Linked DNA regions of Danio rerio: region 2 is linked to region 1. A link is a contact called in public Hi-C data. All regions are on one chromosome and are shown on one strand. Each heading gives the region's core, a stretch centred on a gene start, on an enhancer-like site or on the middle of the called end of the contact. The rest is flanking DNA. Distances are from core to core; before and after follow the strand shown.

Region 1 (2,826 bases), core at 198-2,697:
GTTACTTTAACATAAGATTCATTAACGCTTCATCAAATATTAACATTTTCGAGTGGCCCAGCCAGAGTCCTGACATAAATCCAATTGAGAATCTGAGGAGGGAACTAAAGATCAGGGTGACGGCAAGGAGACCTTCCATCTAAAAGGGTTGGAGCTCATCGCCAGGGCCAGACGCAATCTGCGGATGTTTTTTGCTATTTCTACAGAGAATTCTAGTAAAAATCTGCAGATTTCTGCGGAATTATTTTGGTAGTATCATAACTAAAACCTTAATATGTGAAATAAAAAATAATACATTTGTAACTTTTATTCATTGTTTAAAATGCAAACCCAATTAGATTTACTTTATTTGGTAAACAAAGCAGGTCTCTCATACATCTACTAAAAGATCTAATAAATCAGATGAACATTTTCATATTAGTCAATAATATGACTGTAAATAATTTAAAAACTAAATAAATATATATCTAAAGACATTTACTCAAGTAAATAAACTGAATTAATGATGGGCTAAAAATCTGCGGAAAATCTGTGGAATTCTGCGCTCGCAGATTCTGTCTGGGCCTACTCATCACTAAAGACGAATGAGCAAAAATAACAGTGTAGACAAGTAAAACAAGACATTATAGACATTATAGCAAGCATTTGATTGCTGTAATAGGAAATAAACCCTTCTCTATTCTATATTGAGAAGGATATGAAGAGTTTTGGACAAGCCACTTTTATTAAAATATAAACATTTTTTTCCTCACAATGTTGCATCATGTACATCGTCTTATTGTCTTTTTGGAAAAACCTGTGTCATTTCCAGTCAAAAAAAACCTTGCTGGTTGATTAAAAGTAATATATATGTATATATAAATTATCCAGCACAAGCATGACATTAATATTAATGAACACCAAATGAGCACATTAGAATAATTTCTGACAGATCTGGTGATGCTAAGGGAAAAATGATGCCGAAAACAAAGCTTTACTTGTTAATTTGAATTAATTTTATATTTATTTTCAATAGCAAGCGTTTTTACACTATTAAAGCTTTATTATTCCTAACATAAATAAATGTAGCCCTGCTGAGCTAAAGAGACTTTTCTCTGAAACAGTGAAGTAGTTTGAACAGTTCAGGACTGTACGTTAACACTTGCAGATTAAAGTGTAACTAGCTTTCTTCTGTTCTTCTTGTCAGTTTGTGACCCTGTCTTAGGTGATCATGGGTCAATGGTAAGCTCTCCTTCATTTTTTCCCTCTTATTTCTTCCTTCAGCATTCGGAATGAGATTTTAATATAGCTTTACCCATTGTCCTCTTGCAGTATGTTCCTCAGAATCTCCATCCCGTGTACAAGAATAAAGTGGTCCCGGTGGCCGACATCATCACACCCAACCAGTTTGAGGCCGAGTGAGTAGAAAAGCTCTTGTGATTGGATGATTCAGTGCTGCAAATGTCAAACCGCTGGCTTTTGCTGATAGATGAGTGGTACTGGAGTGCCATCTGGTGGTCAGCTGAGGTTGTACGTGCAAATCATTTTATATATTTTTTCTAGACATTTTCTGAACTCTTTGTGTTCTTTGTAGGCTGCTGACAGGGAAGAATATTAGCACAGAGAAAGATGCTGTTGAGGTGAGATTGAATGCATGAATGAGGAATGACTCTGAAAGTCGGTTTATAGAAAGGACGGAAGCAGAAAAGAAATTGTGAATACAAATTATACACAAATCCTTTTCATTTTAATGTTGGATATCATGTTATATAATTATTTTTTACATAATTTTTTATCATTTGCTGTTATTAACATTAAGAATAATGTTTTCAAACTATTTTTATGAAATTAATATTAAATATAAATAGCCATATTAATGCTATAAAATGTTATTTGATTGTAGTAATATTATTTTAATAATAAAATTAATTTTCAAACTTTAGATTTTTTTTTATTATGTATTATTTAACAATCATGTATTTATAACATATATATATATATAAACAATTGGTATTTTGAATCATCACTAATAGTACAAATTTCTATTGTTATCATTACTATCGTTACCGTTATAAATAAAAGTTTTCATTTATTCATTCATTTTCTTTTCGGCTTAGTCCCTTAATTATTAGGGGTCGCCACAGCGGAATGAACCGCCAACCTATCCGGCATATGTTTTATGCAGCCGATGCCCTTCCAAGTTGCAACCCATCACTGGGAAACGACCATAAATTCTCATGAACATGGGGAGAACATGCTAACTCCACACAGACATGCCAACTGACCCAGCCAAGGCTCGAACCAGCGACCTTCTTGCTGTGAGGCGAGAGTGCTACCCACTGCGCCACCATGTCGCCAACTAATACAACTTTTTCAAAATATAAAATTAATACAATATTTTTTTATATAAAAAACTGCTTGTTGATCATGATGATATGATTATGAGGGTTATTATTATCATTTATTATATTAGTTGTAATATAAAACATAACAGTATTATTTCTAATAGTTCTGCACTACTATTATTCAGTATATCATGCTTTTAATTAATAATAATAGCAATAATAATGTTAATAATAATACTGACGTTTTGAATTTGTTTATTATTACTGTATCTAGTATGTGTTGTAGTAGTAGTAGTAATATGAATAATAATAAAAAAAATATATTTTTATCCATTTATTGCATATTAATATTAAGCAATTATTATTATTATTAACAAGAATAATAATGTTTGTGTTCAGGTGATGGATCTACTGCATAAAATGGGCCCAGACACTGTGGTCATTACCAGCTCTGACCTGCCACCTCGTCTCGGGGACAGATTCCTGGTGTCTCTCGGGAGTC
Region 2 (2,826 bases), core at 124-2,623, 220 kb before region 1:
TGGTAGCCTGTACTAGCCTACAACATTTCACTCAATTCACTTGACACTTTAAACATTTCCTAGTGACTCCTGTTTGCTGTATTGGTAACTTGTTTACATGCTAAAAGCTGATAAAATCACAGGCCTATAGATCCGTCGTCAGTGCTAGATTGGGCGGATTCTAACCATAATCATAACCTTTGTAACATTAATAGCAATAGTATTTACGTCTGTGGTTAAAAGGAATGTTCACCCAAAAAGTGTTTCTGTCTGTTACTAAGTGTTTCAAGCCTATGAGTTTCTTAGTTTTTTTTTTTTAAATGTCAGATAACCTCGATAAACATAAGCATCTGTAGTAGGAAAAACAAATCCAATAGCAGTCAGGGGTTACCGGGTTCACAAGATCTTTCATCTATTTTCATCCATTTTCCTTCAGCTTAGTCCCTTATTCATCAGGGGTCGCCACATCATATGTGAATGAGTGTGTATGGATGTTTCCCAGTGATGGGTTGCAGCTGGAAGGGCATCCCCTGTGTAAAACATGTACTGGTAAAGTTGGTGGTTCATTACGCTGTGGCGACCCCAGACTAATAAAGGGGCTAAGCCCAAAAGAAAATGAATGAATGAACATTGAGGGTTGGGGTGGGGTTAGACGTTAATAAAATTCAATGGATAATTTAATAAATATTAATTTAAAATGTTTATTTATAATATATGTTTACTGAAATGTTTATTACATTGTAATTTGTATATGTTCATATTATAATCATTAAACTAAGAAAAATCTAAGGTCTTCGAAAAAAAAACATCCATCTACACAATAATTAATTGACAGAATCAAAAATATCCTATAGAAAAAAAGTGAAATTCCATTAAAACACACAATCTAATCACAGTCTAATAATTCGACAAATCTAATTCAGATCCTGAAGACAAAGAGGAAATTTCAATACATTAAGTCATAATGTCCCAAAGGATTTAAAGTCCTACATAGCACAAAGTGAAAATCCTATAAGAAAAATTCAGAATCTCTATTAGAATTTTAGGAATCCTTTAAGATCCTATAGATTTTTTAACAAGGGTAATATTAATAATTCTCGGTATAATTAACGTTACTGTTTTACGTTACTGTGATCGATGGTTGGGGTAGGTGTAGAGCAGGGGTGGCCAATCCTCTTCCTGGAGAGCCACCTTCCTGCAGATTTCAGTTGCAACCCAAATCAAACACACCTGCCTGTAATTATCACATGGTGTTCAGGTCCTAATTAATTGATACAGGTGTGTTTGATATGGGTAGCAACTGAAATCTGCAGGAAGGTAGCTCTTCAGGAACAGGATTGGCCTCCCCTGGTGTAGAGAGTTATATAAAAATATACATGGTAGAAAGTAAGGTGAAGCTGCTGGGGGTGTAGACGTTGTAAGAATTGTTACAACTGTTTCTCATTTACTTCCGGCCGCAGCTGTATCCTTTCTAGCAAATACGATATTCCTATTGGTTCGACGTAAGGTGAACTTTATCACGTGACCCGGCTGTGTTTTGGCCATGTGAATTTTTGTTTTTGTTTCCTAGTTCACTTTATTATAGTTTTACAACTAAAACAAGTTTCAGCTCGCGCGGTTATGTGGACCGCTGAAGATGAATAAAACTAGGTGCCGTGCTGGGAGACGAGCGAGGAAAAAACGACGGAAAAAACACGAGGATTTTTCCATAGGTAACTTAACGTTAACGTCTGTTTACCGCTATAACATTACAGTATGGTGTAAACTATGATACACGTTAAAAAACTGTATTATTTACATTTGCTCCTGCAGTTACTTTATCTCACGAAGCTCAGTTTGTTCTTTTGAGAAGATGGCTTAATGAAAGAGGATTCACCTCACAGAGTCTCATTCCTGTCAACTTCCATGGCAAGTAACCACTTTATATTGTACTTTATCTATCCATCCATCCATCCATCCATCCATCCATCCATCCACTCATATTATACTTAAGTTAACCTGTTTCCCTCAGATACTGGCAGGGGGCTAATGTCTACACAAACTATCAAGGTAACTGTTGGATATAGTAATATGTCAATACTTTGTTTCAAATATGTGAAACCTTATTAAATATGTATTTTTTTATCATTTTTGCAGGCCAAAAACTCCTTGATTTCTTTACCTGAGGAATGCCTACTAACCACCAGCACGGTTCTGAAGAGCTACATGGCTGATTACATAAAAAGGTATTTCAATTAGTTGACAATTCACTAGGCATGGGCCTGTATAAGATTCTGATGGGATGATAACGTTGGATAAAAAAATCTCAGTTTCATGCTATTGTGGTTACTTCAATAAAAAAAGTTTTTTTTAAATATCTGAGTAAAAAAACTAAAACTTTTTCCCCTTTGAACACGTTTTATTTTGAGAAACATTTAAATGTTTAACATTTTATATCATTCCAATGAATCATTTACTTCTGCTGCCTTCATTTGTTTTAAAAACACAGATTTCTTTACAGTTTAAAACACATCTTTATATATCTTTTCTGCTGGAGATAATGTTGTCTTAACAAACAAACAAACCAAACGTTAAAACGTAAATCATATACATATCTTAGAAATGGTTTAGCCAGTTATCGTCCCATGCCTACAATTCACCCCGTATATAAAATGAATTATTTTTGCTCTAAACTTTCCTGACAAGATTTTTTACTATGTAAACTAATGATGCACAATTCACAGAAGGCATTTTAGTGTGTGTATTCTGTATTTAATATATAATGCAAGCCTATGGCCAGCACATTGAATAGGAGTTTTTTTTTTTTTTTTTTTGGAAAAAGTGGACCTTTATGCAGTTATTCGCCCC

Evidence for each region. Hi-C and Micro-C count contacts between places; a contact is called where the count stands out from the background.
Region 2: a contact with region 1 is called in a Hi-C map of hematopoietic stem cells, with 3 times the contacts expected there. The contact joins the promoter of setd4 here to the enhancer-like site in region 1. A contact is called at or near these places in 3 of 18 Hi-C or Micro-C datasets (caudal fin, embryo and hematopoietic stem cells).

Annotation. Positions count from the first base shown.
Region 1 is chr1:50,201,957-50,204,782 of GRCz12tu, reverse strand. pdxkb (pyridoxal (pyridoxine, vitamin B6) kinase b) reads left to right here. Exons shown (of 11, transcript NM_001145586.1): 5 at 1,187-1,221; 6 at 1,312-1,397; 7 at 1,574-1,619; 8 at 2,724-2,826. Among named protein-coding and RNA genes, the nearest start is that of agpat3, 21 kb to the right of the region's middle. Within about 2 kb of position 1,447, at least 5 of the 62 cell types and tissues checked have an H3K27ac peak or open chromatin away from gene starts, as enhancers often do.
Region 2 is chr1:50,420,070-50,422,895 of GRCz12tu, reverse strand. It overlaps setd4 (SET domain containing 4), which reads left to right and starts at 1,373. Exons shown (of 10, transcript NM_001045562.1): 1 at 1,373-1,691; 2 at 1,792-1,887; 3 at 1,991-2,028; 4 at 2,116-2,204. The coding sequence starts at 1,616.